Linked DNA regions of Zea mays: regions 1, 3 and 4 are each linked to region 2. A link is a contact called in public Hi-C data. All regions are on one chromosome and are shown on one strand. Each heading gives the region's core, a stretch centred on a gene start, on an enhancer-like site or on the middle of the called end of the contact. The rest is flanking DNA. Distances are from core to core; before and after follow the strand shown.

Evidence for each region. A called contact is a pair of places that touch in the nucleus more often than the background predicts.
Region 1: a Hi-C map of bundle sheath shows a contact between it and region 2, with 2.8 times the contacts expected there. The contact joins the promoter of LOC100191513 here to the promoter of LOC100194130 in region 2. A contact is called at or near these places in 5 of 25 Hi-C or Micro-C datasets (bundle sheath, ear, endosperm and 2 more).
Region 3: a Hi-C map of leaf shows a contact between it and region 2, with 5 times the contacts expected there. The contact joins the promoter of LOC100383366 here to the promoter of LOC100194130 in region 2. A contact is called at or near these places in 3 of 25 Hi-C or Micro-C datasets (bundle sheath, leaf and leaf mesophyll).
Region 4: a Hi-C map of leaf shows a contact between it and region 2, with 6 times the contacts expected there. The contact joins the promoter of LOC100279192 here to the promoter of LOC100194130 in region 2. A contact is called at or near these places in 6 of 25 Hi-C or Micro-C datasets (bundle sheath, ear, endosperm and 2 more).

Annotation. Positions count from the first base shown.
Region 1 is chr10:15,637,984-15,645,573 of Zm-B73-REFERENCE-NAM-5.0, reverse strand. It overlaps LOC100191513, which reads right to left and starts at 5,106. Exons shown (of 9, transcript NM_001136945.1): 1 at 4,674-5,106; 2 at 3,673-3,810; 3 at 3,387-3,569; 4 at 3,097-3,254; 5 at 2,916-3,015; 6 at 2,721-2,832; 7 at 2,494-2,633; 8 at 2,215-2,400; 9 at 1,840-2,127. The coding sequence starts at 4,955. The coding sequence ends at 1,960. It overlaps LOC100276170, which reads left to right. Exons shown (of 8, transcript NM_001150020.2): 5 at 30-240; 6 at 349-447; 7 at 528-681; 8 at 781-1,140. The coding sequence ends at 935.
Region 2 is chr10:15,896,941-15,904,408 of Zm-B73-REFERENCE-NAM-5.0, reverse strand. LOC100194130 reads left to right here and starts at 3,858. Exons shown (of 2, transcript NM_001139183.1): 1 at 3,858-4,166; 2 at 5,923-6,675. The coding sequence starts at 4,041. The coding sequence ends at 6,177.
Region 3 is chr10:16,321,634-16,328,398 of Zm-B73-REFERENCE-NAM-5.0, reverse strand. It overlaps LOC100383366 (Small RNA degrading nuclease 5), which reads right to left and starts at 3,093. Exons shown (of 15, transcript NM_001362072.1): 1 at 2,976-3,093; 2 at 1,899-1,955; 3 at 1,738-1,803; 4 at 1,344-1,477; 5 at 1,149-1,255; 6 at 514-621; 7 at 129-199. The coding sequence starts at 3,047.
Region 4 is chr10:16,161,283-16,168,852 of Zm-B73-REFERENCE-NAM-5.0, reverse strand. LOC100279192 reads right to left here and starts at 3,186. Exons shown (of 9, transcript NM_001152216.1): 1 at 1,408-3,186; 2 at 1,212-1,331; 3 at 987-1,035; 4 at 675-889; 5 at 62-130. The coding sequence starts at 2,496.

The DNA.
Region 1 (7,590 bases), core at 3,857-6,356, 260 kb after region 2:
AGATTCTTATACTGAAAAATTCGATGCAGTTTCATAAGGGGAGATCAGTATGCAGTTGCACTTGGACTACTTGATGAGGGCAAAGTTGTTCTGGGTGTGTTGGGATGTCCAAATCTTCCATTAAAATCAACAAACAAGAACAATAGCAGCTCTTTTGGGGATCGAATAGGTTCCCTCTTTTTTGCTACAATTGGTTGTGGAGCGCAAGTTGAGGCCTTAGAAGGATCTGAGCCACAAAAGGTAATGAATGCTTTTGGTTTGGGCCATGAATATAACTACTTCCAGTTTCAAGGATTTCAAGTTCATTTCTTCATTGAATATTCTTTCTTTTACTAACTTATATTTTAGATTAGTGTTTGCTCCACCAATAATCCAGTTGACGCCTCATTCTTTGAATCCTTTGAAGCATCACACTCCAAGCGTGATTTAACTAGCTCCATTGCAGAGGTTGGTCCTTAATTATCATTTTCTTATCCTAGATATCTCTATTAATTATATAAGTGAATCCTTTGTTCTTATGTAATTAGAAACTTGGTGTCCGAGCTCCTCCTGTTAGAATGGATAGCCAAGCAAAATATGGTGCCCTAGCACGTGGTGATGGTGCCATTTTTCTGCGCATCCCGCACAAAAGTTACATAGAAACAGTTTGGGATCATGCAGCTGGATCAATTATTGTCACAGGTATGGAATATAATTCTATTCCAGGAGGCAATTAAATCAACAACTTATAAAAGATCTCTTTACTAATGCCCCCCCCCCCTCCCTATCCGATGTTTGCAGAAGCTGGTGGCATGGTAAAAGATGCCGCAGGAAACGATTTGGATTTTTGCAAAGGTAGATATCTTGATCGTGACAGAGGAATTATTGCAACAAACAAGCATTTAATGCCACTAGTTCTAAAGGCGGTTCAAGAGGCTATGAAGGAGGAACAGTAGGCTGCTGTGTTCATGGAGCAGTTGCAATATTTGTTATGACATTTCCTGTTTGAATCTTAATATTAGTTTTGCACAATCTCGATGTGCGGAAAAGTTGTTGTACTTGTACCATATGCTAGTGTATCGTGTGAGTCATATGCCACTCACATACTCACATTTCCTTATCTCAACAAATGGATATGAATTTACCTGATTGGGTTTCCTATTTTCTATGTGCATTTTTCATCTTTCTAGAAAAATCTTTGTTGAAGTTGGTATTTGGAACTTCATACCTTTGGTTCAGAAAAATATTATAATGATCCCTACTCTATTCAACAGTAAAAATGATATATAAGTGATTATGATGTGACAATATAGGGGAAATATGTTTGATACAGATGTGAGGAACCATACAATATATGCTTGTTGCTGTAAGTTGTAATTACATCTGGGGCAAAAGCATAGGCATAGTATGAGATATTTTTGCGGTTCTATTTCCGATGCAGTTTGCAGAATATTAGTGCCTATTTAGTATTATTAGCATGGAAATTTTAGTTTTAGGTTAACAATTGTTGATATAGGTCCTTGACAGATGAATTTGAAATTGTTGGTCTGATGATTCAGGTCCATAGCATTTTGTACTGTTTCTCCATCTTGACCCTTGTGCTCTAGTATTTTATTTTTCACACTGTCAACATTAGAATCTTGTTGGCGGAGTTAACGCTTTATATACGAAATTATGACTGGAGGGCATTTAAGTTACTTAGAATAGGGAATCATTTGAAATGATCTCTGCCAGTCTGGTTACTATATTTTATATGCAGCTTCAGTAGCTATTATTATTATAAGGTACGCTGTGCAGGCAATGAAATATCTTAGCATGGCTCACGAGTGCCAGCAACAGGGCAATCTGCCAGGTTGAATTATTGTTTAAGAACGTGTTGAATCAGCAGTTCACTGGCTGAATCACTGTATTATTCAAAATGCTATGGACCTGACTCATCAATAATTACACAACGATACTGCTCATCTAAGGCCAAGAAAACTAAACGGGTACATCAGTTGGGTAGTCTGCAGGGTGCCTCATGATTGTATCCCGCAGCAATTGCTCTTGTTCATGCAGGTTGGAAGGGATCTTGTCGTAAACATCAGTGAAAAGCTCAGTAACTGGTGGTTTTGGCATTCTTTCTGCAACCTGGATGGCTTGGAGAAGCTGCACACAAGTTAACAGGCAGTTTCAGATGTCATGTATGACGATGTATCGAAGGTGTGCTGGGAATATGAATCTTTGGTGCAGTACCTCTTTTCTCACTCTGCTCCTGAGCTCAGATTCTTCAGCATCAGACCACCAGTCATTACCCTGAACCCATTTTCTGTATCTGGAAATCGGATCCCTCGCTGTTCGCCAATGCTCAATCTCATCAACTGGCCTGTACTTGGTCGAATCATCGGATGTCGAGTGATGGCCGACTCGGTAAGTCAGTGCCTGAAATCTCATTAGTCGATACTCAGATTAATTATATACTGAAGTTTTTTTTGTGCATTTCAGGTAATGAAACTCCATGGATCTACTGAGCACCTCAACTAAAATTGGTCTTCCTTCAGTTACAGCCATTTCTCGGGCAGCATGGATTGCGCTGTACACAGCAAGAGCATCATTGCCATCTACTCGGATGCCACGGATCCCATAAGCCTGGCCACGGATGACAACTCCATCACCTGCAACACGACTAGAATTTTAACACGACATTGCATTGTTTACTTGTAACTGCCATGGATCAGTATATGAAGACACGCTGTTGCTACTTCTGAATTGTTCAGTAGTCGGAGTGCTGATGGCCCAGCCATTGTTGCGGCAGAAGAAGATCACCGGTGCCTCCATAACAGCCGCGAAGTTGAGCGCTGCATGGAAGTCTCCCTGAGAAATGTTCATCTGTCAGGAAGGCTGGATATAATGGCACTGGCAAGCGACTGGTCAGTGGCTGGAGAGCTTTCATCTACCTCACTTGTCCCACCGTCCCCAAAGTATGTGATGGCACACGCGTCCTTCTTGTCCATCTTCAGAGAGTAGGCAGCTCCAACAGCATGAGGGAGCTGTGTTCTGGGAAAAATAAGGAAGAATGGAACATATGACCTTCACTCGCAAGACCTTTCCGACGCGGAAGAGATGCTTGAGACTTACGCGATAGGTGACGAGACTGTGAAATAGTTCAGACGGTTCGACCCATAGTGAATGGGCATCTGCCTCCCTTTACCATAGTCCAGCTTGTTCCCAAAGCACTGGTTTGCAAACTCCTGCAGAGTGAAGCCACGCCATAGAAGAACACCAGGTTCCCTGTACTACATTTTGGGCTCCGCATGTCGCAGCAAAGAAATGGGGGCAGTGTGTGAATCGATTGTTGGAAAAATAGACTATATCTTTCTGCTAGATTAAGATTCAGAGGAGTGGAATAGCTGATGCACATGTACTACCTGAGGCAGCACAATGTCATCCATACTGAGCGCAGCAGCAGAGGCTATGTTGATCGCTTCCTCGCCGTTGGAAGTGAGGTAGAACGAGATCCTGCCCTGCCTCTGAGCCTCGTAGAAGATGGTATCCATGATCTGGAGCGTCACCATCTCGCTGTACATCTTCAGAGCCAGCTCCCGACTGACCTGACAAGGATGAACAGCATTAATCTTCAGAACAAGTCTCCCTCGCAGCATCTAGTCTGAAGAGAGAACTTCTCAGAACGGTGCAGTGCAGCCATCAGCGTACCTCTTGGAATCTACTTCCTGATATCGTTCTGCCGTCGTCGTCAAGCACGCGGTAGCAGTTGATCCTTTCCCTCGTCGATTCTGGAAGGAAGTTCATTTCGGCCACAAAGGATACTTTCCCTCCTGGAAAGTCAACTGCCTACAAGATTTGACGGCACACGAATGCGTGCAAATTTAAATCAGCGTCGGTGGAAGAAAACAGTCTCGGGTGGTCAAATTTACCCGTCTTGGAGAGACAGTTGGTCTCATTGACCATGCCAAAGAGACAGCACTTTGTTTGGTTTGTATATAAAAGAGAAACAAAGTGCAGTAAAGACATGGAGATGTTCCTAATCATTGGGTGTCGTCACCCTTTGACACGGAAAGCAAACGTATTATACTAAGCTAATACTACCAGAGAAGATTGGCACTACCATTCCAGATGAAAGCACGTCACTATCTAATACAGTCATCAGGCAGTCAACCAACCACAGGGAAATCAGCAACCAAATCCATCCTCTCTTATTATCTGCCTTGTTTACTAATTGTTGTCAATTCTATCCACAATTGTCCTCCGCGACCTGTTACCTTCAGTTTCAAAATTCAGAAAAGAGTTGGTGTAACGGTGGCTATCGGAGTCGGTCGACAAGTTGATGACGTGACCGAATTTTGGATCGCAGAGGAAGAACGTGAAGAACACAGATGGAATGGGGAAAAAAACTACTGTGCTTCAGAAAGGATGGATGCATCATGCATGCACCGGGCTAGCGAGTACCGACAAGTTACACCAACCAGGCAACCAGGTCAGGGAGCATAGAGCAGATGGGCAAGAAGAGATGCCTTAAGCCTTGATATTATATTATCTGCAGCTCCTGGAATTTGTATCAGAGGATTGGTCCTTCCAGATCCCACAAAGGCAGAGAATTTGCTTATTTGAAATCAGGAAAGAGCTACATGGCCCGATCCAAAAGTTCATACTAGCAGTTCAGAATCTATCTAGCTGCTGCTCTGGTCGACGCATACCTGCTGATCGCCGGCTGCGAACCCGCTCTCCGGCTCCTCGTCGACGACAGCCGCCGCAGCAGCAGCAGCGCTGCTCTCCCCTGCGAAGCGCCGGACGGAGCAGAAGCCCCGGCGGCTTGTGTCCAGCGCTGGTGACCCAAGGGCCGCCTGCGGCACCGAGCCCAAGAACCACGAACTGGTGGGTTGGCCGGAGCCGTGGCGCGCAGGACGCGGAGGAGGCCTCCTGGCGGCGGCACGGCGCGCCAGCTGGGACGACGCTCTCGCTAGCCAGAGCGACGCCATGTCAGACACACACACACACAATCACACTGTGCGTGCTCTGCTCGGCCGAGCTCCAACAATCCTCTCGCCAATGGTCTGCCCTCTGCCTAGCTCTGCTCGGGGAGAGAGAGAGAGAGAGAGATGTATTTATAGGTAGCTGTGTTGGAATCGGATAGAGCTAGACGACACGAGGAAGCAAGCGAGCAATGGAAGATGTGCGTGTCGAGGAGAGGGACGGACACTGAGCTGGAAAGATAAGTGTGCGGGGAAGAGAGCGCAGCGAGGAGCATGGAGGGAGAGAGGAGGAGCAGACGGGCACGGCTCGCTGGGAGAGCGACGACGAAAAAAGCAGGGCTCCGCCGGCGCGTGGGACCGGTCTCTAGGGGAGTTGAGCATGGGCGGGAATGGTGACAGAGGTCGACGTCAGCAGGTTCATCCTGGTAGGTGAGGGAGGGGCCGGTGACAAAGCAGGATCATGTTTGTTTGTTAATGAAACACGTGGTCCTGGCGTCCTGCTGCTGCTAGGGATAGGATGGTGGATAGTGGGGTTGCTGAGAGCGGGAAAGCGGAGGAAGGTTCGAGAAAACTAATATTATCTTTTATGAGTTTATTTCTTAAATTTTTGAAACAACAACATTTTTCATACCAGCATTAAATATTAGGGCCCCTTTGGTAGGGCTTATTTTTTAGCTTCAGCTCTGGCTCATGCAAAAGTTGTGCCAAATACCTCTTTTTCAAATGGCTTCACCAGTGAAGTGCTTTTCCAAAATGAACTAGAGGGCATGAGCCAAAAAAGTGGCTCACCCGGCTTCAGCTCACGTCATTTTTGCACAATAGCCCTCCCACCAGTCCAAATTATTTTTTTTGTCCTGTCCTCAATCCCTAGCCACGTACAGGAGAGATCTATAAAAAGTAAACTATACAATGGTCTTTCTGAAAAACAACCTATAAGCCGTTTTGCCAAATGATTTTTCAGAATGGCTTTGGCTCATCTAAAAAAGTGGCTTCACCTCATGAGTCAGAGCCAAAGCCGTTTTTGGAGAAGCCAGAGCCCTGCCAAAGGGGCCCTTAGTTTATATAAAAAACATAAGGTAGTCACGAATCAACTTATTCTATTTGACAAACTAAATAAAAAACAAGAAAAATGGGATAACACCGGACTATATCATTCCACCAATCGAACACCTCTCTGCGCTCTTAATGTTTCCGCTTTCCTTTGGCTAGCAAAAAAATCCATTTATATTCTTTGTTATATATGGGTAAGGCTATTGAAAGCCCTAGTCTTCCAAAGATATGGTGCACGCCCTAGTCATATATGTACCATCTGACCAGACTAGTCCCATCCAACCAGACCTGGTCGCCTTCACCTCGCGCCCATCCCTGCATGCGCGCCTTCTTTTTTCTATTTGCATGCGCAATAAAATTAGAAGGATTAGCACAAATTTACGACCTGTTTGGATTGACAAATGAACTCATCCGGAATCATCCGAACCTAAATTCGAACCTGCATGTTCTGTTTGGTTTGTGTCACGAGGTAAATCCATCCGTCATCAAGCCATCCTTCGTAGCTTTCTCCATAGGCGGTCGAGCTGGTTCCTTGAAAAAGCAGCGGATGACCTCGTCCTTCTGATCTCTAACCCATGACGGATGATTTAACTCCGGGCTACATGATGCTGCAATCCAAACACGTCATTAGTAGATGGATTGATATGCATATAAACAAAAAATCTGATTTAAATACTTTATTCTGTCCATAAATATAGGATCTCTATAACAGTCATACAGTTAATCTCGTTAGAAACATTTTATGATATATACTGATACTAATTATGCTACACATTGTAGTTATTTATGCAATACTGTAAACCACATAAAAATTAGTTTTTCCTGCTGCATGTGCACAAAATTTAGGATGAAAAAAATGTGTGTTGAGAAGAAATGGATTGACATTTATGGAAACAAAAAATCTGATTTAAATGCTTTATTTCTCCCATAAATATAGGATCTCTACAAACAACCATGCAGCTAGGCATGCTAGAACCAGTTTATGATATATACTGATACTAATTATGTTACACGGTGTAGATATTTATGCAGTGTGGTATACCGCGTAAAAAATCAATTTTCTGCTGCATGCACACAAATTTAGGATGATAAAGAATGTGCGTTGAAAGGAAATAAATTGGTATGCATGGAAACCAAAAAATCTGATTTAAATGGTTAATTTCGTCCATAAAAATAGGATATCTGCAAGAGTTATGCAGTTAGGCTCGTTGTAACCAGATTATAACATATACTAATACTAATTATGTTATACGGTATAGATACTTATGTAGTGTGGTACACCGCATAAAAAATTTGTTTCCTGCTAAATGCACACAAATTTAGGATGGTAAGAATATGCGTTGAAAGAAAATGGATTGGCATGCATGGAAACAAAAAAACTGATTTAAATGTATTATTTCGTCCATAAAAATAGGATCTTTACAACAGTCATGCAGCTAGGCTCGTTACAAACATTATATGATATATATTGATACTAATTATGCTACACGATGAATGTATTTATGCATTATGGTACACTACTTAAAAATTGGCATGCGGGTCACTATTTGGACGCATCTCCATGTTCGATCGTAAAAATATTCAGTTTTGA
Region 2 (7,468 bases), core at 2,609-5,108:
GTAATATCAACAAGTGTTCCGAAGATCAATAAGCCGAAGCGTGTTCCGAAGGGGTCTGGGCTGAAGCTTCTTTTTATGACTTCCTGTACAAAGCTTAGGATCTCTTTGCATTATTTTTGCAAAAGATTGTAATTGAGAGCTGAACACAACATTGTACATATTTGTTCATACCTTGTAATATGATTTTACCTTTCTGTCCATGTATAAATTGCTTTATTGTGGACGAAACCCACAGTTACAGCTTTTGAGCCGAAGGCGAAAAACACCTTCCCTTCTTTTCGTGCACATCGAAGCATTTTTTATTGTATAAAGTGCCTTTGTATTCGTCTTGTCTAAGACGAAGCTTCTTCGTATTCAACGAAGCATTTTGTCGCCAAAGCCGGGCAATTATTTCTTTCATATTATTGTCCATGCTTCATGTTATGATAATGATGATCCTACAAATGTCTAATGAATGTTTGTATGAATGCAAAGAATGATGCGATGAAATATGCAAATGTATGACCCGAACACACACGAAACCACATCCAGACTCTGCATTCCCTTAGGAACGACTTTTGAGTGTCTTCACATTCTATTTCGGTGGCATTTAAACTCTGCATTCCCTTAGGAACGTCTTTTGAGCTTCTTCACCTTATATTTCGGTGGTATTTTGGCTCTGCATTCCCTTAGGAACGACTTTTGAGCTTCGGAACTTACTCTGCGCTCCCTTAGGAATGACTTTTGTAGCTTCGTCACCTTCGGAGTGATTACAACTCTGCATCCCCTTAGGGACGACTTTTGAGCTTTTCTCTGTTCTTCTTGGACTCGATGGTGCGGATTCTGATATTACATGTTACATTTTTGGGGTAATTTGGCCCTTGTATTGCATAGGGCTAAACAAAAAAAATTAAAATTACAAACTATGGCCCCATTAAAAACATTTCTCCCCTCCTGAAAGAAAAAGGGTGCCATAGGAAAAAATAAAAAGATTACATCATTTACACATAATATCGGCGAAGCTCATCCGCATTCCAAGACCTAGGTATGTTGTTTCCGTCCATATCCTTCAGTCTGTAAGAACCGGGTCTTGACGAAGATACTATCAGAAAAGGACCTTCCCACTTCAGCTGCAGCTTCCCTACTGTATCTGGGTTAGCTATCCTTTGAAGCACCAAATAGCCTGGTTTGATATTTATCAATCGAACTTTTCTATCGCGCCATTTTATTGTTTCAGCCTGATACTTATTGATGTGCTCTATGGCCTGAAGTCTGATCCCTTTTATGGTGTCTTTTGTTATTTGGCAATCAGCTTCATCCTCCGTAGAAGCTTTGGTTCTTATTGATCCTGTTCTTGCTTCTTCCGGTGTTATTGCTTCGTCACCAAACAATAGCTTGAATGGAGTAAAACCTGTTGACCTTGAGACATCAGTGTTGTGGTTCTATACCACCTTTATTAATTCATCTGGTCACTTTCCTCTGGGCTTATTAGAGTTAACTAATATACAATTTATACAATTGTATGATGTAAGTTTCTTTGATTATGATTAGCTTATTATATGATTCGGTATTTTTTACTTTATAGTATTAATGAATTGTTTGGTCTCTTTATGCTGTGATTTTAGCTCCACCCATGAAGACAGTGCCAGCCCTGAGGGGGTCAGACAGTCGGCTGATTCAGGCCACCTTAGACCATAGGGCCCCATCTCATAAACATAAATAACATTAATAGTATAAAATTAATTTATTTATATATATAGAATGAAAGAATAGCGTGTACGGTTAGAAGAATAAGTTCTATATTACTCTTTTACTTATTATTATTTGTTCGGTTAGTAAAATTAAATGAATTGGTATGTTGTTATCTCATTCCTTACTAGCTAATAATAATCACTAGCATAAGAAATATAGTCATTCTATCAAAATTCATATGATAAACCCATGATAAATCAACTCATCTAGAATAAAATGACTTCTCAAACTAAAAACACCACGTCAGCTAAAGCGGCGACGAAATACGTCTCACAACACTCTCACGGGAGCATAAACAACTTATCAAAGTTATAATTTTTAGTAGATCATATTGCGTTTTTATTGATGAAATTTATATGTAATATCAACAAGGGTTTTTATTTAAAATTTGGTTCCGGCCTTCCCGATCTCTGAAATCTTATGACCGCCGCTGCCTAAAGATAGATATGGAGGACAGTAGGATAGGATCCAAAACAAAACGACCACTCACCTACCTACGTACGTACTCCCTCCGTTTTTTATTCGACATTTTTAGTTCAAAAATAAACGTTAAATATTTAAGAATAGATGCAGTATTATGCATTATATTATTTCAGTTATATGCGTATATAAGACACGTCGATTGACCCCAACCGCGCAAGGCAAATGGACGAAGCAAACCGCCCGTATGTATCGTGTACAGTACATAATGGACATGCATACAAAAATAGAGAGGCATCCAATGCATATGGCGATGCATTTGGTAAAAAAAAAAGCAGCGCATTTATAATGTTCAAACAGCGGTTAATTGTTCATCTCCCGTGTACTACCGAGCAATATGCATCGCAGAGAGAGCACGTGCATTTTTTGTTCTTCTCGATCAGGCCACGTAAATGTATCGCCGGTTTGCGTATATGCATGGCATGTTGGGGTCAAGTCAGTCTAAGGAGGCTGCTGGAGTAGACATGTGTTGCGCGATAGACGGTAGGGGGAACGCAAGCATAGCGAAGACATGTGCTGTCATAGTAATAGTATCGAGGCGAAAGCGATGGCGCGGAGATCCGGCCGAGAGGCGGCGTGGCGTGGCGGCAGCTCGCGGGCGCGGGCCCCGGCCGGTGGTGTCCCCTGCCGGACGTGGAGCGCCTCTCCGTCACAAGGTCCGTGTCCCCACCACTACATGCAGGTCCCGGTGCATATACGCACGCTTGCACGCATGGACTCGATCGTGACACCTTGCGTTCACAAAATATCTCCTTTTTTTTTCTTTCTCTCGCTCCATCGGTTTCGCATGTAGGTACCTCTCGTGTCACGATATTGCAGATCGGTCGTCGGGCCTGCGTCCTGCGTTGCGTTGCGTTGCGTTGCGTTGCGTTGCGTTACCTGACGGCATGCATTGCGCCGCCGCGCGCGCCATTTATATGTCACGTGTGTCATGCAGCGCAAGCGTGCCACACCGCAGCGGCGGCGGCGGCTAACCCCAGCGCGCGCGCACGTACGTGCGTGCGACACGACGTCGACGACAGTGAAGGTCGTAGCCCACAACAGCTTGGCCTCCCCTTCTCGTCACCGTACGTACGTGATCGAATTGCACTGGTCGAGCCACCATCGGCATCGTCCATGCGTTGGAATTACAAAACATGTTTTGGATCCACGTGCATGCATGCCCGTAAGAGCACGTAGGACCGGTCGGCGTTTGCACATGCATGCGGTATGGACGAGTAGCATATGAACAGTCCCACCCGCCGGTAACGACCGCCGCCGTCGGGCGGCCGGTGGCGAGTGCAGGCGCGGCACGCAATAATATCCCAGCCCGTCAAAGCCCCCCGACGCGGCGATCCCCGATTGGACGCGGCGGCTGACCACCTCGGGGACGCCACTACGTGTCCCGGCCGCACCTGACTGCGCACCACAGCCACACGAACAGGCACGTCGGATCGGGACGCAACAAGAGCCGCTCCGGTCCGGGACGACGACGACGCATGCAGCTAGCGCCGCGTGGCCGCGCGTGCCCCCACTCCGCGACAGCCACGTGGCCGCCTGTCCCGCCCGTACGGGAGGGACACGTCCGTCGCCTCGCCTGCCTGCCGTGGCCCCGCCGCGCGCGGTATATATACCTGGGCGTGGCGTGGCTCCATCTCTGTGTCTGTGGCTTTGGCTGGCCTCCATCGTTCTCGACTAGTACAGCCCGGGCGCACGCAGAGACAGAGCAGAGGAGTAGCGAAACATCCTGACGAATCAGCAGGAGAGAAAAGTCGGCAACGTTCTCGACTAGTACACACCCGATCGAAGAGGAAGAGGAAGAGGCTTGCTCTGCATCCAGCATATATTCCATGGCGCCGGCAGACATGGCGGAGCCGGCCATGACGACGGTGAGCAGGGTGGAGGACGCGGGGCGGATGTCGTCCATAGAGTGGGAGCCCAAGACGCTCACCCTCGCCCAGATCAAGTTCGCAAGGGTAAGCACGTACATATATGAATACACATAATGCATTATATATATTATACTAGAAAATTGTGAGATGCTATTTCAACCCAGGAGCTTGCATTGTTCTCGGCGATTTTTTTTTCTTTCACCATCTCATGAGGATGATTTCTTCACCGCCCTGTTAAATCAATGTGTGTGTGATCTATAATAATTTCTGTTTCGCAAATCCAATATTTCGAAATAAATATGCACGGATATCACATCCAATATTCCCTCTTTTGATTTGTAAATGCATCCTCCATCTCCTCCACCATTCCCTTTTTTTTCCTCTCCTAAAATCATCTTCAAGAGCTCTCCAGAAGTCTCCTCTAAATCAAGTTTTTTGAAAAAAACCATAAAAAACGATCTCTAACAGTTCCCAAGTGCTCACAACTTTTTCATGGCACTTAAAACTCTCTTATTTATAGCTACAAATAAGAAGTTTTAGGTTCCCAAAAACAATCTGTCGTTTTAAAAGATAAAGATCTGTTGGAGAAAAAAAAATAAAATTTACCCTACTAATTTTTTAAATGTTCCTTAAAATTGATTTTTATGAGTTATTTTCTAGGGAGCTCTTAGAAATGCTTTAAAAACACTGTCGAGTACTACGTAGCATAATTAATTCATGTACAAAAACATGTAACAGATCGATACAGCGCTTGCTAGCCGGCGAAGTGGTGCTAGTTTATATATATATATATATATATTTCTTTCAATCCCAAAGTACTATGATTCTAGTAATTGTAAAGATAATTCCCAAATAATTGGAGTGTCACTGTTCCTGAAAACCTATTCAATCAGACAGTCCTTTCCACGTGTTTAGGTACCATTGCCATGCATATTGCACCACTGCGTCGTCTTTCCATGTAGTGACTCACCTACTACCTTTCTCCCATCTAAAAAAATGTTAGTACATTAATTAAGTTATCAGTGCCTGTACATTTTAAGGTACCCAGAAGTATAAAGTATTGGTATACCCTATACTAAATTAAAATATATTTTAGGTGAATTAGGTTCCTTCAAATAAAAACACCGGTTACGAAGGCGAGTGTAGCATAGTGATACACACGCATGATTGGCGTGCGACGTGTCCATGACGTACGGGGGTCTCCGTCACGTACGCGACCTGATTGTCGTACGTGTACCCCGCCATGCGCCCGACTGGCCACCACACGTTATAACGGGCGCAACTGTGACAGACAGAGACGTGCCCGTCCGGCACAATAATTTCAGTCCTACTCTGTGTGCTGTTACAACACGTCGCAGATGGGATATTTCGTGCTTCTTGTACTGCGACGAGCTAGACGACCCAGCTGCGTACATACGTACGTACAAACATCAAGTCGCGTAACTTGTGACGACGACGACCGTGACATCCCCTGCCGTTAGATTATTTTTGAACTAAAACGTGAGATAAATAAAAAAACGACGGGAGTAGGAAATTAGAGGAACACACTGCGTATCTAGCTTATACTGCTTATACTATCTCTGTTCTAAAATATTTATCACCGATTAGATCATTTTAAAATATTTATCACCGATTAGATCATTTTAAATTAAAATATGATAAATAAAAAAGAACGGTGAGAGTAGTAAATTAGATTATTAGAGTAACCTATAGCTAAGCTAGAGTAATTTAGAGGATACTACGTAGTTGCCCAGCAGGTCTCAAATAAATTAATTATTTGAAGTAAATAAACACGACCAAATTAAATGACAGCGAGCCCGTTTTTATTTCTGTGTTACAGGAGGCGGCGCTGTACGTGGTGAGCACCAAGACGGAGCAGGAGGCGATCAGGATCTTCACCGAGGGTCTTAAGCCCGTGCGGATCATGGCCGTCAGCAAGTCCACTAGCTCCATCGACTCCTCGTCGTCGGACGACGACGTCGAGCTCGGCGCCTGCTGCTGCTCCTCCACCAAAGGCTGTCGCGGTGGCGGGAGCAAAGGCGGCCGACGGCGCCGCTCCATGGACGACAGGGACGTCGCTACAACGCCATTCTAGCTAGCTAGCTAGCTACTTGTTCCTTTATTTACACGTAAGGTCGTAGCTGTGTGCGTACTACTAGTTTACATATATAGCTAGTAGAGTCTACTGCATGTCTGTCTTTCCTTTTTTTTTCTTTTCCTCGATCCCGCCTGTTTTAATTACTTCCCTTTGGCTGGCCTGGTTTTGTTTAAAATAGCCGGCGAGTTTGGAATAGCGCGGCGATTTTTTGAGGCATAACTAGGCTCTCTTGATTAGTACTTAGGGGGTGTTTGGTTTCTAGGGACTAATTTTTAGTCTCTACATTTTATTCCATTTTAGTTCCAAAATTTCCAAATATGGAAACTAAAACTCTATTTTAATTTCTATATTTGACAATTTATATACTAAAATGGAATAAAATAAAGGGACTAAACATTAGTCTCTTGAAACCAAACACCCCCTTAGCTTCGCTCCTTGCTTGGACACAAGAGATGTAAATACCAGAAAGCTGCTAGCACTGTACATTACTGCCTTTATCCCCTCTTCAACTTTAGCCCGTCCTATCGGAAACCAACCGAATTTTACCGGTCAAAATAATTTATAAAGTTGCTACATGAGCATGGGCCGGCGTTCTGGACGGTGTCTACGATTAGATTAACTCATGTGAGTGTCTTTATCTCTCGCGTGCTTATCGAGCTAATTATGAAATGTATCCAAATATATTGGGATACGTCTAGGAGCGGCTGCAAACGATCGAATCAATCTATTTACTAGTTCCTTTACATTTCTCGCTCTAGGAGTAGCTGCAATTAGTCTTCCTCATTCTCAATCACCACCTCTCCTTGACTCTATGTCATTTAAAGGTGTGTTGGATGGCCTGCCGACCTTAAGACAAACCCTTCAGAGGGCAAAGATCCAGGATCTGCAGAATATCCGCGAAGCCCTCTGCATGCTCCGCAGCCAATTCATTGCCCATACGCGGACGGACCGCGCGCCCGTAGAGAAGATCGAAGCCCCTCTTCGCAGTCACGGACGTTCTGACCGCTCGTTGCGGACAATCCGTGCTCACGCAGAGAGGACCCCAAGATATCATGTCGTGCGCTGGCCCTAGGGTTCGTTTTGTGATTTGCCTAAAAATGAGCCAACACACTTTCTAAGGATCACACCAAAGTTTCGCCAAGCAACATCATGAAGCCGACTCTTGATAGCCTGTCGGGTGAAGATTAGCAGCGATTAGAAGATTACATGTGACAACGAGAAGAAAAATTATGTGGAGGCAAGCCCAAGAGCGTGAAGAGGCAAAGAAAAATATCTGGCGCATTTCAAG
Region 3 (6,765 bases), core at 1,844-4,343, 420 kb before region 2:
AGGCACAGTTGTAACAATAATAGTAATGCCTTCTCAAATATAATAATTCTAAAACAGTAGTGAATTTTTTTAAAACAAAGAAATGGCTTCAAAACATATATCATTACAGTTATCAGGAGTCATGTTACCATTTCACAATCAAGTGCAAGAACTTTATGTGGCGAGGAACCTGAAGGAGCTGAAACAGTAGGGACAAAACCTAAAATGGCAATAATATACAGATGTCATTTGAATAATAGGCATTAAAGGGCAAGGAGAGAGGCAATGAAATACTCCCTCGTAAAATATAGGATGTATCAGTTTTATCTATTATCCATTAAACTTCTCTAACTTTGACCAATTTATAGAAAATACACCAACATCGACAGTAACTAATTATTTTCACTAAAACCACCACAAACCGTCTTTATGGTGCAATTATTTTTTTCAATATTTTTGGACAAAACCAAAGAAGTTTGACTTAGGACAAAACTGAAACGGCCTACATTTTGGAAAAGAGGGATAAAAGATAACCTGGTAAATTGAAAGAGTAGCCATTATCTTCCAAGTCTTTCTCTGAGAGAGTGTAATATGTAACAGGGAATGGTATGTCCCCAAGATCATCCAGACTTGATAGTTTTCCTGAGATCAAAATGAAAATATTAACCAATTGCATGAAACATAAATTCTCAATCTAGGTTCAAAAGTGTCTGTTTTTTCATGGACAAAGTTATATCTACTCTAATGCCGATAAACATACAAAAACAACAAATAAATAGAATAAAACTGCTATAGTCAAACTTATGCAAGATGCCATAGTGACAGTACATTTGTGATGAAATATGACTGGTAAAAACACCAATAATATTTAAAGAAGGGTATAAAGAAAAAATCATCATATGTAGTGTCAACTTAAAAATGAAGAACTTGTGACCAAGTAAGGGCAATACAAAAGGATTGAAATTGTCAAATCAGTATAAGAATCTTTGAAATAAGAATGCCAGCTCTCCTGCATGTTCGAGAAAAAAAAGCACGCCAGCCTTCATAATGAAGCTCAAATCTTCCAGTAGCTATCACAATAATAACATACCAACACTAGGCCCAATGAAGCAGAACACTGTTCATCCTGAGCCACAATGACAACACAGTGCTAAGACGTCAAGACATACCATCTATGTCAGGTTTAGATGACTCATTTGATGTTTTTACATCACGCTTTCTCTTTACTCTGCAGGTTAGGAGCGCATCAATGGTGTGCCTCTCATCCGGCATACGGCTGCTAGAATAGGATTACATTAGCAATGCATATTGGAAGAAATTATACATTTCCCCTAATTGTAGGCATTAACAAAAAATGCACAAACCTTGAAGCTAAAACAGGTTTTGGATTGCCACATAATTCTTTCAGAGAAGAAAGAAGTCGAGTGTGTGACATATATAAAGTTGCATCAAGGCCAGGAACATATAGTAGGACAACTTTGGGTATAAGAGGTTTGTTCTGAAACACAACAACATAAAGATAGTAAATATTTATGAAAGGTGACAAATAACCTACAACTAATAGAATAAGAAATCAAATGCCAAGAGTGGGTTGATCACTGAAATGCGTTGAAAGAAAGAAGTCAGTTAAGACTAATTAAGTGTGATGAGGATAACAGCAAGAAGAGACCAAGCTCTACAAAATGAAACTAAGATAACTTGTCAATACCTCAAAAAAGCAACACATGTTTGAAAGACCACAATGAGAAGGACAAGTACCTTAACAAACACCCAAGAAGGCAGCATGCCATCACCAATAACCCAAGTAACTAGACCCTGAACATCCTGCATTCGAACAAAAAAATGGTTCTTAACTAAACTACAAGAACAAAAACAGTTTTCACAAGTCAAATTTCATTGAGCTTTTGTTATGAGCTAACCTGCAGATTTAACGTAGAGTTTAAAGCAGCCTCCTTAAAAACCACATCAGGCTTTGCCTAGACAGGATAAACAAGAAGACACAATATGAGTTGGAAGCACAGAAAATACAAAAAAAGGCAGCTATAATGTCTATTAGCAAAGCAAGCAGGAAGGACCACAAGAATGATTCGCCAACAAGAAGACAACTAAATGAATGTTTAAGAGTACACTATTAAATCAACAAATCGGCAGCATGGCATCACCAAATAGTCAATTATTATGCCATGTCCATAGCTCTAGTACAAGTGATTTTGGATTGAACTTCGAGTGTCCCTAATTTGATGAGTGATCCCTAAGTTGATGAGCAGGCTCTGATGTCTGAACACAATATGGATAGCATTACTGTATCACTTTACAATTCGAACAAGAGGAGTCCCACTTTGCTACCTATCAAGGAATCAGTCAGGGTTCACACCTTCAAAATTCAAAATATAGAACTCCTAAGCAAACAAGCTACAGGAGTGTTCAAGCTGTGTACTTGAAAAATGTCGGGTCAGCTCAAGGCGCATCAATGGATCAATCAAGTAAGCCCTCATAGTTTCACAACCTATCAGCATTGCTTCACATCCATACATTCGTTTGCACAAATTTGCTCTGAAACAACAGTGCAAACTTCATAGGTACAGTTCAAGCCCACCAACAGTAGCAGCATTAACACAAAAATCCACCATCACTACAAATCTCATGGTAATCAACGAACATTGGTGTAAATCACAGTCCAAACAGTCATGATGCAATGCAACATCCCCTCTTTCAATCTCAGCGGAACTCCTACTCCAAGAATACCAAGCAATCAAATTAACATAGTCGTACCTAACACCCCCCCCCCCCTGCAGGCTGCAGCACCCAATTTTGCCATACAACGGGGATTAATAAATCCATTAAAAGAACAACAGTGAACGAAGAACTGCGAGTTTTTTTAAAAAAAATGAACCAACTCAGCTCTAACTGATGACAAGTTCCCCTTTATGTCACACCAAAGCCATAATATTCCGAGAGGGGGGAAGCGAGAGGCGAAGAAGCAAGAGAACACGTACATTAGGGCCGTACAAGTCGTATAACATGGAAGAGGAGGAGCCGCCGTTGCCGTTGCCGGATGCGGTCGACATGGAGACCGCCGCCTACGACGAGGTGGATGCCCTAACGCCTAACGCTTTGCCGCTCTCAAAACTTGCAAAAAGAAAAACCCGCCGAGACCCTTTTCTTCGGCTGTCGAACTTGAACTGGGGCTTTTCTGCAAATATATCTTTCATTTCCTTTCCGCTCAAACATTTCCTATATATGAAATTTCCTATATATGAAGGCTGGTACAAAACGGACTCTCTCGCAGTGTCCACGTCACCTAAAATGTTTTCACGCGTGGGATTTCTGATCAACGGGTCGTCTTCCAATGACCGTAAGCCCTCACTACCTTCTCTTGCCGCAGCTGTCGCGACAAGTCAAGATGGTTCCAGAGCCAAGATGAGTTGATGACGGTAAAAAAAACCTACTCCTATGCATATTCCTCTCCGCGACGACCCCTATCGTCGCCACTGCCTGTTCGGGACGCTGCCAGGGACTCGATTGGAGTCAACGCCACCTCCTCCCCCGCCCCCAAGCGTTGTCACAGCGGCGGCTCCAGCCGCTGCCAACAGCTTCACCCCCTCCCACCCCCCCAAACGTCACTGCCATGCCGCCGTGGGCCGGAGCGGCATCCACTACCTCTTAAAAGGTCGGCGTAGTGCCAGTGTGGTCCACCACCTGGAGCCCCCTACAAAACACAGCCGTAAGTTTCGGGAACGCGAATCTGTTGCCCTCCGTCAACTCAGAAATGGCGGCGGGTCCAGGAGGTTTTCGATCTGCGACCCCCGCAGCAGGCTGCCCATCACACCGGTTCTTCCGCCGGCCATGACGCCTTCGCGCCCTCGGCCGGTGCAGCCACGGGGCCACCCTTCTCGATGTTGGCCAGGGGCGTATGCGCTGGTGTGGACGTGTGGTAAATGGTGGACAATCCAAGAGGTCCTCAGTCGGCGACCGCCATAGCAGGGCGTCCGTTTCTCCCACCGGCCATGACGCTGCATGGATAACAATGGATCCGTTGTCTAGCCATTATGCATGCAACTTACTAGTTTGCGTTGCAGACATCTGTTCCATTAGAAGTAGCTATACAAACTCATTGCTTTTACACATTTTTGCTTGTTGTTTCGATTGCAAATTAGGTTGCAAGGTGTAGAACTGGAAGAAATTCTTTGTTGTTTTTTGTGAAGATTCCTGTGGAGAAAGAGATTGATGTTGTTGTTGATTTTGTGGAACCTACAAGGCCATGTACATACATATCTTACTGGGAGTTCGCTTCGCTTTTTAGTCAAAAATTTGGTGAGCGAGTTTGGGTTCATATCCAAGTTGTTACCCCACTGCTATTCAGAAATATGTTTGTTCACTCTTTGATAATTGAAAGTCACTTAGAGGGGGTGAATAGGCGAAACCTGAAATTTATAACTTTAAACACGCACTAAGATCGGGGGTTAGGGTTAGAATTAAATTCAAGTCGGAAAGAGAGGGAAAACAAATCAACCAAGAAATAAGGCGAGTGAACACGGTGATTTGTTTTGCCGAGGTTCAGTTCCAAAGAACCTAGTCCTCGTTGAGGAGGTCACAAAGACAGGGTCTATTTCAACCATTTCTCTCACTCTCTCAAACGGTCACTTAGATCGAGTGAGCCTTCTTCCTTAATCTCACGGGTCACTAAGACCCCGCAAGGACCACCACACACTTGGTGTCTCTTGCTTTGCTTATAAAGCACTTGATAATAAGAGAAAGAAAAGAAAGTCCAAGCCAAGCAACAAGAGCAACAAAGAACACAAGAAAACCCTCTCTCAAGTTGTCGGGGACCATAATTAGGGGTACCCTCAAGACTCCTAAATCTCAGCTGGTAACCCCCATCAGCACAAAGCTGCAAAGGCCTGATGGGTGCGACTAAGTCAAGGATCGGTCCATTCGAGGGACGCGATCACGCCTCGCCCGAGCCCAGCCTCGGGCAAGGGCAGCCGATCCTGAAGGATTTACGTCTCGCCCGAGGACCCCCTCCAGCAACGGGCACACCTTCGGCTCGCCCGAGGCCCAGTCTTCGCCAAGAAGCAACCTTGGCCAAATCGCCACGCCAACCGACCAAATCGCAGGGGCATTTAATGCAAAGGTGGCCTGACACCTTTATCCTGACGCACGCCCTCAAGTCGACAGAGCCGAAGTGACCGTAGTCACTTCGCCGCTCCACTGATCGGTCTAACAAGAGGACAGCGTCGCCTGCGCCGCTACGACTGCTGTGCCACTCGACAGAGTGAGGCTGACAGCAGCCAAGCCCGGCCTCAGGCGCCATAAGAAACTCCGCTTCGCCCGACCCCAGGGCTCGGACTCGGGCTCAGCCCCGGAAGACGACGAACTCCGCTTCGCCCGACCCCAGGGCTCGGACTCGGGCTCAGCCCCGGAAGACGACGAACTCCGCTTCGCCCGACCCCAGGGCTCGGACTCAGCCCTGGCCTCAGCCGACGGTCTCCGCCTCGCCCGACCCAGGGGCTCGGACTCGACCTCGACCTTGGAAGACAGACTCGACCTCGACCTCGGAGGAGCCTCCACATCGCCCGACCCCAGGGCTCGGACTCAGCCCTGGCCTCAGCCGACGGTCTCCGCCTCGCCCGACCCAGGGGCTCGGACTCGACCTCGACCTTGGAAGACAGACTCGACCTTGACCTCGGAGGAGCCTCCACATCGCCCAACCCAGGGCACGGACCGACCACGTCAACAGGAGGCGCCATCATTACCCTACCCCAAGCTGACTCAGGCTACGGGGAACAAGACCGGCGTCCCATCTGGCTCGCTCCGCCAGACAAGTAATGATGGCGCCCCGCACGCTCTATGACGACGGCGGCTCTCGGCCCCCTTACGGAAGCAAGAGGACGTCAGCAAGGACTCGACAGCCCCGACAGTTGTCCTTCCGCCAGGCTCCAGCGCTCCTCTGACGGCCACGACACCACACGAACCGGGTGCCAAAACCTCTCCGGCTGCCACGATGGCATGTACTTAGGGCGCTAGCTCTCCTCCGCTAGACACGTTAGCACACTGCTACACCCCCCCTTGTACACCTGGATCCTCTCCTTACGCCTATAAAAGGAAGGCCCAGGGCCCTCTTACAAAGGGTTGGCCGCGCGGGGAAGGACGGGACGACGCTCGCGTGAGGCCGCTCGCTCCCTCCCTCGTGGACGCTTGTAACCCCCTACTGCAAGCGCACCCGACCTGGGCGCGGGACAAACACGAAGGCCGCGGGATTCCACCTCTCATGCCCGTTTCCCTCCGGCTGCCTCCCCCCTTCGCGCTCCGTCTCGCGCTGACCCATCTGGGCTGGGGCACGCGGCGATAATTTACTCGTCGGTCCAGGGACCCCCCGGGTTCGAAACGCCGACAGTTGGCGCGCCAGGTAGGGGCCTGCTGCGTGTTGACGAACAGCTTTCCGTCAAGCTCCAGATGGGCAGTCTCCAGCAACCTTTCCAGCCCGAGACGGTGCTCCGTTTCGGGAGTCTTGAGTTCATGTCCCTCGACGGCAGCTACGACATGATACTCCTTCCCCCTCCGTGCGACAGCGACAATGGTGGCCGACAGCCCGCCCGCCGGCGGCGGAATCGACGACGTCTTCCCCGCGTGGTGGAAGAACAACATTCGAGCTCACCCCGTCCCCTCCCCCGCCGACGGAGGAGGAGGCGGGGCAACCAAGGCCAAGCAGGAGGCGGCACCTCGTCGGCTGTCGAGCGAGTCGACGGCGCCGACGCCCCAACGGGGGTCACGTCGGGCATCAAC
Region 4 (7,570 bases), core at 1,937-4,436, 270 kb before region 2:
ATGATCAGAATCACAATACAGATGACAAAATGCACATTCCATTATCTTTGGCAAAATATACCTGTGGTATGATTGATCTCCGAGGAATAAGTTCCTCGTGACGCCGGGCACAGAACTCCCACGATGCAATCTAAGAAGTAAAATGGACACAACAATTTATCCAACAGCGTTAAATTTATCACGAGTGTGACAAACTACTCCTGTGCTACATAATTATGCATTATTATAGGCATTTTCTTCGTTCATTATTTTGAGGTGGCTTTGCTAGTATCTCTTTCTTTGAACCATTTTTTGCCTTGCACAATAACGGGAGACAAAAAGGCTACCTTGGTGATAACCTCTGAATTATAGTTCTACATGCATGCATGAGGGCATGCAAGATTCCCTAGTGTAATAAATTTCAGTAATTGCATTAATTTATAAATCTTTGATCACACGAGAAAGCAAAAAAATGAACTCCTGCCTAACGACATTAATTAACAAGGCCAGAAAGGTAATTTCGAACAAGACTATCATTCAGTTTATCCTAGAATAAAAAAAAACTCGGCCGGGGAGGGAAAGACCGTCCTCCATGTATTATATTAAGAGTTTATCTTAGAATACCAAACAGTTTTTTTGATACGGGACACCATTCCAACAAAATAACAAAGTACCTCAACTAGAGAACATATTACCTTCAAGTCTTGGTTGAATACAATTCTTAGATGCCCCTCACGGACTACACGCAGTTGCTCAAAGACACTCTCCTGGATTGCTTTGGTATAGTCCAAAACAATCTGTCCAGATGAATTCTGGGACTCTCTCGGCATATCAACATACAGAAGCTCCTCGAGTGTACCACTGGCATATTTGATTTGGCACAACCGTGGCAAGACCTCAACCGTTGTTTCTATAAAAGGTAAGATGGCATCGAATAGTAATAATGCATAATCGCATGGAAACATAAAATATCTACTAGGATATATTTAAAAGACAATTATACCCACCAAAACCTCGCCCTGGCTTCCTATTGCATATCTCACAATGCCAAACATCCTAAAACATAACATAGCATTGTATACATGTTAAAGAACCAAAAAGCCAAATTGGGGCATTCTCAAAAAATATATCGCATGTAAACAAAAGACTGTATGATTGCTAGTAATCATAACAAACAACCAGGTCACTAAAATTGAACTACCAGCCTATATTCAAGTCGACAAAAGATAAACCTGAGGGAAAACTCCGGTAGTTTGACGGCCATTGCCATACAGAGAAACGCACCACCTCTTCTTGGCACTTGGGGCAAAGTATTCATTGACAAAGTTTCTCCAGTACTCGATGTTATTGTCCTAATACCATATCTTTAATAATGAGCATCCGCCTAGGTTGAAATGATGACAATAGTTGTTTGTGACAAATGTTTACCTGTGGCCTGTTTTGCTGGTGATACATGTAATGTGTCAACCTCTTTGCACAGGTTCCTGGTTCATAAGCAGCTGATTTACCGGTTCTCATATTTAGACTTTGTTGACGAAGCAACTGCTGTTGCTGTTGTTGTTGTTGCTGTTGTTGCTGCTGCTGCAATTGGTTTCTCTGCAAAGGCAGGTTCTTGAGAATCTGCTGCTGTTGTTGCTGCTGCTGCAGTTGTAAGAAACGCTGCTGTTGTTGTAGGAGGCTCAACTGAGTAGCTGCAGCCTGGGGGTTCTGCTTAGACAGCTGCAACATATGTTGCTGCTGCTGTAGTAAAACAGATGGGTCTGAGCTTTGGTGCTCCATCTTGATAGCACCCAAGCTCCTCAACGCTTGCAACTGTGGCTCGAGCTTCACACCACCACTCGAACTGCGCAGCATCTGTGCGGAAACACTCTGATCAGGCTGCCCCATCTGCTGCTCCAGTTTGACCCCACCAAGGACGCCTCCATTCTCCAACTTCACTGCAGGCTGCTGCTGCTGCTGAGTTTGTGACATCATATGCTGCTGATTATATGTCATTGACATTTGCTGTTGATGCTCTTGCTGATTTTGTGAATCTTGTGGTGCATCCAGCTGCTGCTGCTGCTGCAAGCTGTCCACGCCAAGTTGATTGCCCAAGCTACCAGGGCCCGAGGAAGAGAACGCCATGGAATCCGGCCCTCCAGTGCCAACCAAGTCACCAACGCCATCAAGGCCGCCTCTGTGCTGCAGCCCACCGATCGGGAGCCCAGCGCCGCTGCCCGGCATTACCCCAGTTCCCCCATTCCCATAGGACTGCTGTCTGCTGAGCATGGACGCGACACTGGACGCGCCCGCCAGCAAGCCGTTCCCGCCGCCAACACCGCCATACTGCGTGCGCGGCGAGACGAGGGACGAGAAGGGCGACTGCGACGGGAGCACCCCGACGCCCATCCCCATCCCCGGCTGGCCACCGGCGCCGGCGCCGGCGCCGCCGCCAAGGAGGCTGGAGCTAGTCCGGAGCAGCGACGCGCCCACCTGCTGGCCCGGGCCCATCGGGTTGTGCTGCCCCGACGGCACCATCTTCCCAAAATCCGGTCGGGAACCGTACCTTCACTCCGCGCCGCAGGAACGGTGGAGATCCGGTGCGCGTCGAAGCATCCGCCGCAGCGCGGCAAATCTAGCCGGGATTGCGACACCGCCGCAGCTCGGCAAATCTAGCCGAGATTGCGACTCCGCCGGCAGCCAAAACCGGAGCCGAGCAAAAGCGTCAGCGCACCTCCTCGTCACCTTTCGTCCTGTAATCCAGCGAAACCAAGCGAGTAGCAGCACCGAGCAGGGCGACGCAAGGAAGCGCGGATTAGCCAGAAGCAAGCACGGGAGCTCCCCAGCCCCGCGTCTCCGAAAGCAAGGAAGCCACCACAAGAATTACGGCCGGCGAAAAACCCACCAACCGAGCCCACCTCCGCGCCTCCTCGATCCGAGCGAGCCCGTGGAGGAATCCGGCGATCCGGGCCTCGGCCCTCGGGAGCAGCGCAAACGTCCCTCCTCCGGCGCCGAGGTGGCGCCGCCGGGCCGTGCCGGGGCTCCGCACTCCCGCGAGGACGACTCCGCTGGAAGCCTGGAACTTCCCTCGCGAGCCGCGGCGAGCAGGAGGAGGAGGAAGCGGAAGCGAGCGAGCGGAGGAAGGAAGGAAGGGAAGGCCGGAGCCAGGAACGGAAGGGGAGAGAATGCACTTCGCAGTAGCAGTAGAAAAAAATCCCTGCGACTCGGGTCGGGTGCGTGTGTGCGCGTGTCCCCGGGACCCGTCCTTGCGGACGTCAAAACCTCAGAGCCGCATTGGATTCCGTCAAGGTCCGCGACCGCCCAGCCGCCTGCCCGCCCTGTATCGCTGACGCACAGGTCCCACGTGGTGGACCTGGATGTGGACCCCGAGGACGAGGGGGACGTGACGCGGCGGGTTTGCTGGGAGCCCGGTCGCCTTCGCGTCCTCCTCCGGCGCTGCGGCCTGCGGACGTTCGCGCTCGTGTTTGTGTGTGCGGCTTTGTTTTTCTTTTCAGTTTTTTTTTTGGTTCGTCTTCTCTTCCCTTTCCGCCGCTGGCGCTGGGACTCAGGCGGGCCGAGTCGAGGGGGAAGCTTGCGAGGTGGGAAGTCAAAAGGAATCCGTGCCACATCGGACCCAGCGCGGCGCGCGTGGCAGACACCGGTGCGTGGGCCCCCCTGTTGGTGGGGTAAGGGATGTCAGTGGCGTGCGCGCGCGGCACCGCGGGGACGGAACGGTGGCGGTGGCGCGGCGCGTGACGGGCTGACGGCGTGGTGTTGTGTGCTTGGCTGGCTGTGCCTGGCGTCTGCGTTGTCAGTGCTGGTGAAGTGGTGATGGGAGCCGTCACGTCCACTCACGCCTAGTCCTATCGCTCGCCGTGGGAAGGCACCCCGGCGGACGCTCACTCGATGACTCCGGTCATTCTTGATCTACCGTGCACGGTACACCAATGCACTGTTTAGAATCTATTATTTGATAGTGAAGTATTTTAATATTTTCTAAAATATCATGTTTTTTATAATATCTTAGTATTTTTATGATATAAGATGTATATAGTTATATTTCTGAAAACTATCCTTTTATAATTATGGTATTCTAAATACTATGGTATTTTTGGAATATACAAATATTTACATGTTTTTTGGCATGGCTAGTTTTTTTTTGCTTAATATTATATTAAAATGTTGTATCCAAACAATGTTCTTTAAACCCATGGTATTTATAGAGTTGCTAAAACTATGGTATTGTTATTATAATTGTAAAGCATAGTAGTATAAAACTATGATTTTGAGAAACATTATTGTTAAATAGGCTCTCGCTATCCAATGGTCCAATTATGTTCACTCTTTAAAGATATCTATCGTAGGGACTCTGAAAAAATAAGATATTTTTATCAAAATATTAGATCTTAATGAAACTATTAGGTATGTGCTCGTGCGTTGCCACGGAACACGACATGAGCACAATGGTGTTAGGGACCCTCACGCGAAATAGTGCCTTGTTGCAGATGAGCGCGAGCCCGAGCACGACACCACTTGATGTCACGAGTTCCATCGTTCTATTGTGGGACTTCCATTGCCACGAGCTCTATATATAAAATGGGTTGTTCATGTCATAATAACTAAAACAATGATGCGCCAAAACTTTTGCTGCTACGCTCGAAGACTCAAACAATACTGACAAAGCATATATCCTTATCTAATTGCCTCATTCTTGATAGACCCACACAAGAATAGAAGATCAGAAAAAATAAAGATCAATCAAGCATAACAAGGATATAGTATTTTTTAACAAAATATATAGCAAGTTTTGTGTAGCAGTTTTAGACATGCCAAATATAGTGCAAATGCATAGCAAGTCATTGAAAAGGATAGGAAACAAAGCCAAGAGGAACGTAGAAAATAAAATGGAGTCAAGTTTCTAAAAAGCGTCACACAAATATACATTTCTAAAAAATCTTCACACGTTCGACATGACGTCCTCTAGATGCCACCTCTCTCAACACTTTCCTGAAACCAGCAGACATTCGTAAGGGATAAATCAAATTTTAAATAGCACCTTGTTTCTTAACAATAGAAATCTTAGTGCATGGCGGCAATGTATTCAAAAATAAGAATACAAGCTCAAATAAGGAGAAGATAAAATGGAGTCAAGTCAACTTATCAATTTTTCACGGACGATGGAATTGAAAGTTTGAACAGAAGTTAAATTACTAACATTTTAGTGATCTCCACAATATGGGATATAGAGATCAATAGAGAACAACATAATGCATGATGCAGACCTAATGCTTAAAGGACCAACAAATGTCAAAGAAGCACAACAACAGAGCTCCATCAAAATCACAAGGTAAGTAGAATGCAACTGTGTAGCATTTTGTTAACAGAAAGTGTATCCAAAAAAGGAGGACAGTGCATAAACTCTCTAGACTGTGATTAGGTGTAAAAACTCCATTCGGACCAAGAAAGATCATCAATATCATAGTCAATCTTTTGCCAACTCTACGCATTTGAATATTTGATAATGATAGTGATTTCTTTGTCATGTCATGAAAAAATAAAAATAAACAAATGTAAACAATAAGGAGCCATGGCTAGGCAAACCTTTTGTAGTAATTGAAGGCACACAGATAAATAAATCACATGATTGAAGCAAAGGTTCAGAGAAATGTAACTGAAGGTTACAAAGATGAGAGAGTTTTGAGGTGTTGATTGTCCATCCAGAATTTTGCTAGAATTTATTCTTAAAACAACCTTTGCAGTTCCATACAAAATCCTATCAAGATATGTATATGCATAAGCAGTTAAGCACACATGATAAAATTATGAGGGATTGCAATTCAAACTAACAGTAAAATGAATGCTTAAGTGATGGTGGGATTCAATAAACATATTTGTGTTAACACCCCTTCAAGAAATTGTTATATCTTCACACTTAGCACAACTATGCAGCTGCCATGTGAGGGCTATCATAGGTACATTTTCTCCATAATGAGCAGTAGGTATTCTATTGTGGGTGTCTATAGATAAACAGTGTGATTCTATGAACAAAGTTCTTATTCAGCTCCTGATAAAGGCTCAAAATTCATATGCAGTAGGTATTGTATGGCACTTATCCAATTTGCAAGGTCACCCAGATGGCTCAACAAAGAAGGATGATGACCTCCACGAAAATGGGTCGATTGGTCTGGGCTCTTTAGTCCAACAAAGTTAGATAGTGGATACCTACAGCACATAGTGAATTAGTGATACTCTTTTCTGTATAAAATTTTGTATGCATTGGAGATAACCAATAGTTAGAAGATATTTCCTATAGATCCTTCCATAGTAATATGCTACTTCATGCTAGCTAGTTCTGAGAATTGCATTAACGGTTGTTTGTTAGTGATTCATCACATGAAGATAGAAAAAACAAAAACAAAAAGTAGCAGGGTTCATATAAGCTTATGCATTGCTAAAGAAATTTGTAGTAACAATCTACACTTTGTTTTGGGCTTGCGCTCTGCTTCCTTCGATGCTTATTAGTCATTTCGCCTAGAGAAGCATAAACTACCTGATTGCGAGAGGAGTTAAGAGAATGACTCACAAAGAAACCCATATGTTGATCTATATGTAGTGAGGCTTATGTCAGTCAATGTGTGCAGCATTTGGCATGCATTTCTTGATTTTATACATTCTAAATTTGCCATTGTACTCTTTATTTCAGGTTGTTAGAGATAAAAGGACTGGCAAAACTAATGGTTATGGATTTGTGAGCATTTAAAACCCTACTGAGCTGGCTGCAGCAGTAAAAGAGATGAATAGTTTGTATCTCTCATACAGGACGTTAGAAAAAATAAGCAATAATCGTTGCTAGCTACCAGAATAATAAAAATAGAACATAAGTAGTAATCGTTGCTAGTTACCAGAATACGAATTTCCAGTTGCATGTGAATGCAGACTGAACAGTCATAGCCTCAAGCCATAATCCAAGATGAATGCAGACTGAGAGTGTTAGCACCTATTTCATCGCACTGACTAATAATTCTGTCATCGTAAAAGGATTATTAGAACATATTATAACCTTCCCTCATGATATTGGGAAAAAATCCCTAGACCATCTTTGTTTAGGATGTAAATATTTGTGCTAATCTTTTTGGAAGAAATATATGTGCTCAGTTACCAGTGTCGCTATTTATATTAGTATATATGAATAAGTCTATAACCTTACATAATCTCGGGCACGGGCACATAACATGTTCATTAAACTGCAGAGTCATATAGGGATCTTTATAACCTTAAACAATAGAACATAGATTAGATTTACCTTATAGTCCTCAATGAAGAGATCAGTTTAACCACTTCAAGTTCCTTTGAAATACCTTTATGTTTATTCATGAGAACAAAAATAACATTAGAAGAAAAGATGAAGGTGTCTCTACTCTCTACTCTCTAGCACTGTGTATGATTCACCTTTTTCTAATCTAAAGAAAAGTCATACTCATAGTTTATAAAACTAAACCACACAAGCCACTTGACAGTGTTGGCTAGGATTGCTCTAATCACACAAGCCAGTTAACAAGTAGTGGCAGGAGTGTTGATTCAATGGAAGTAAGCTAAACCTAATGCTGCATTA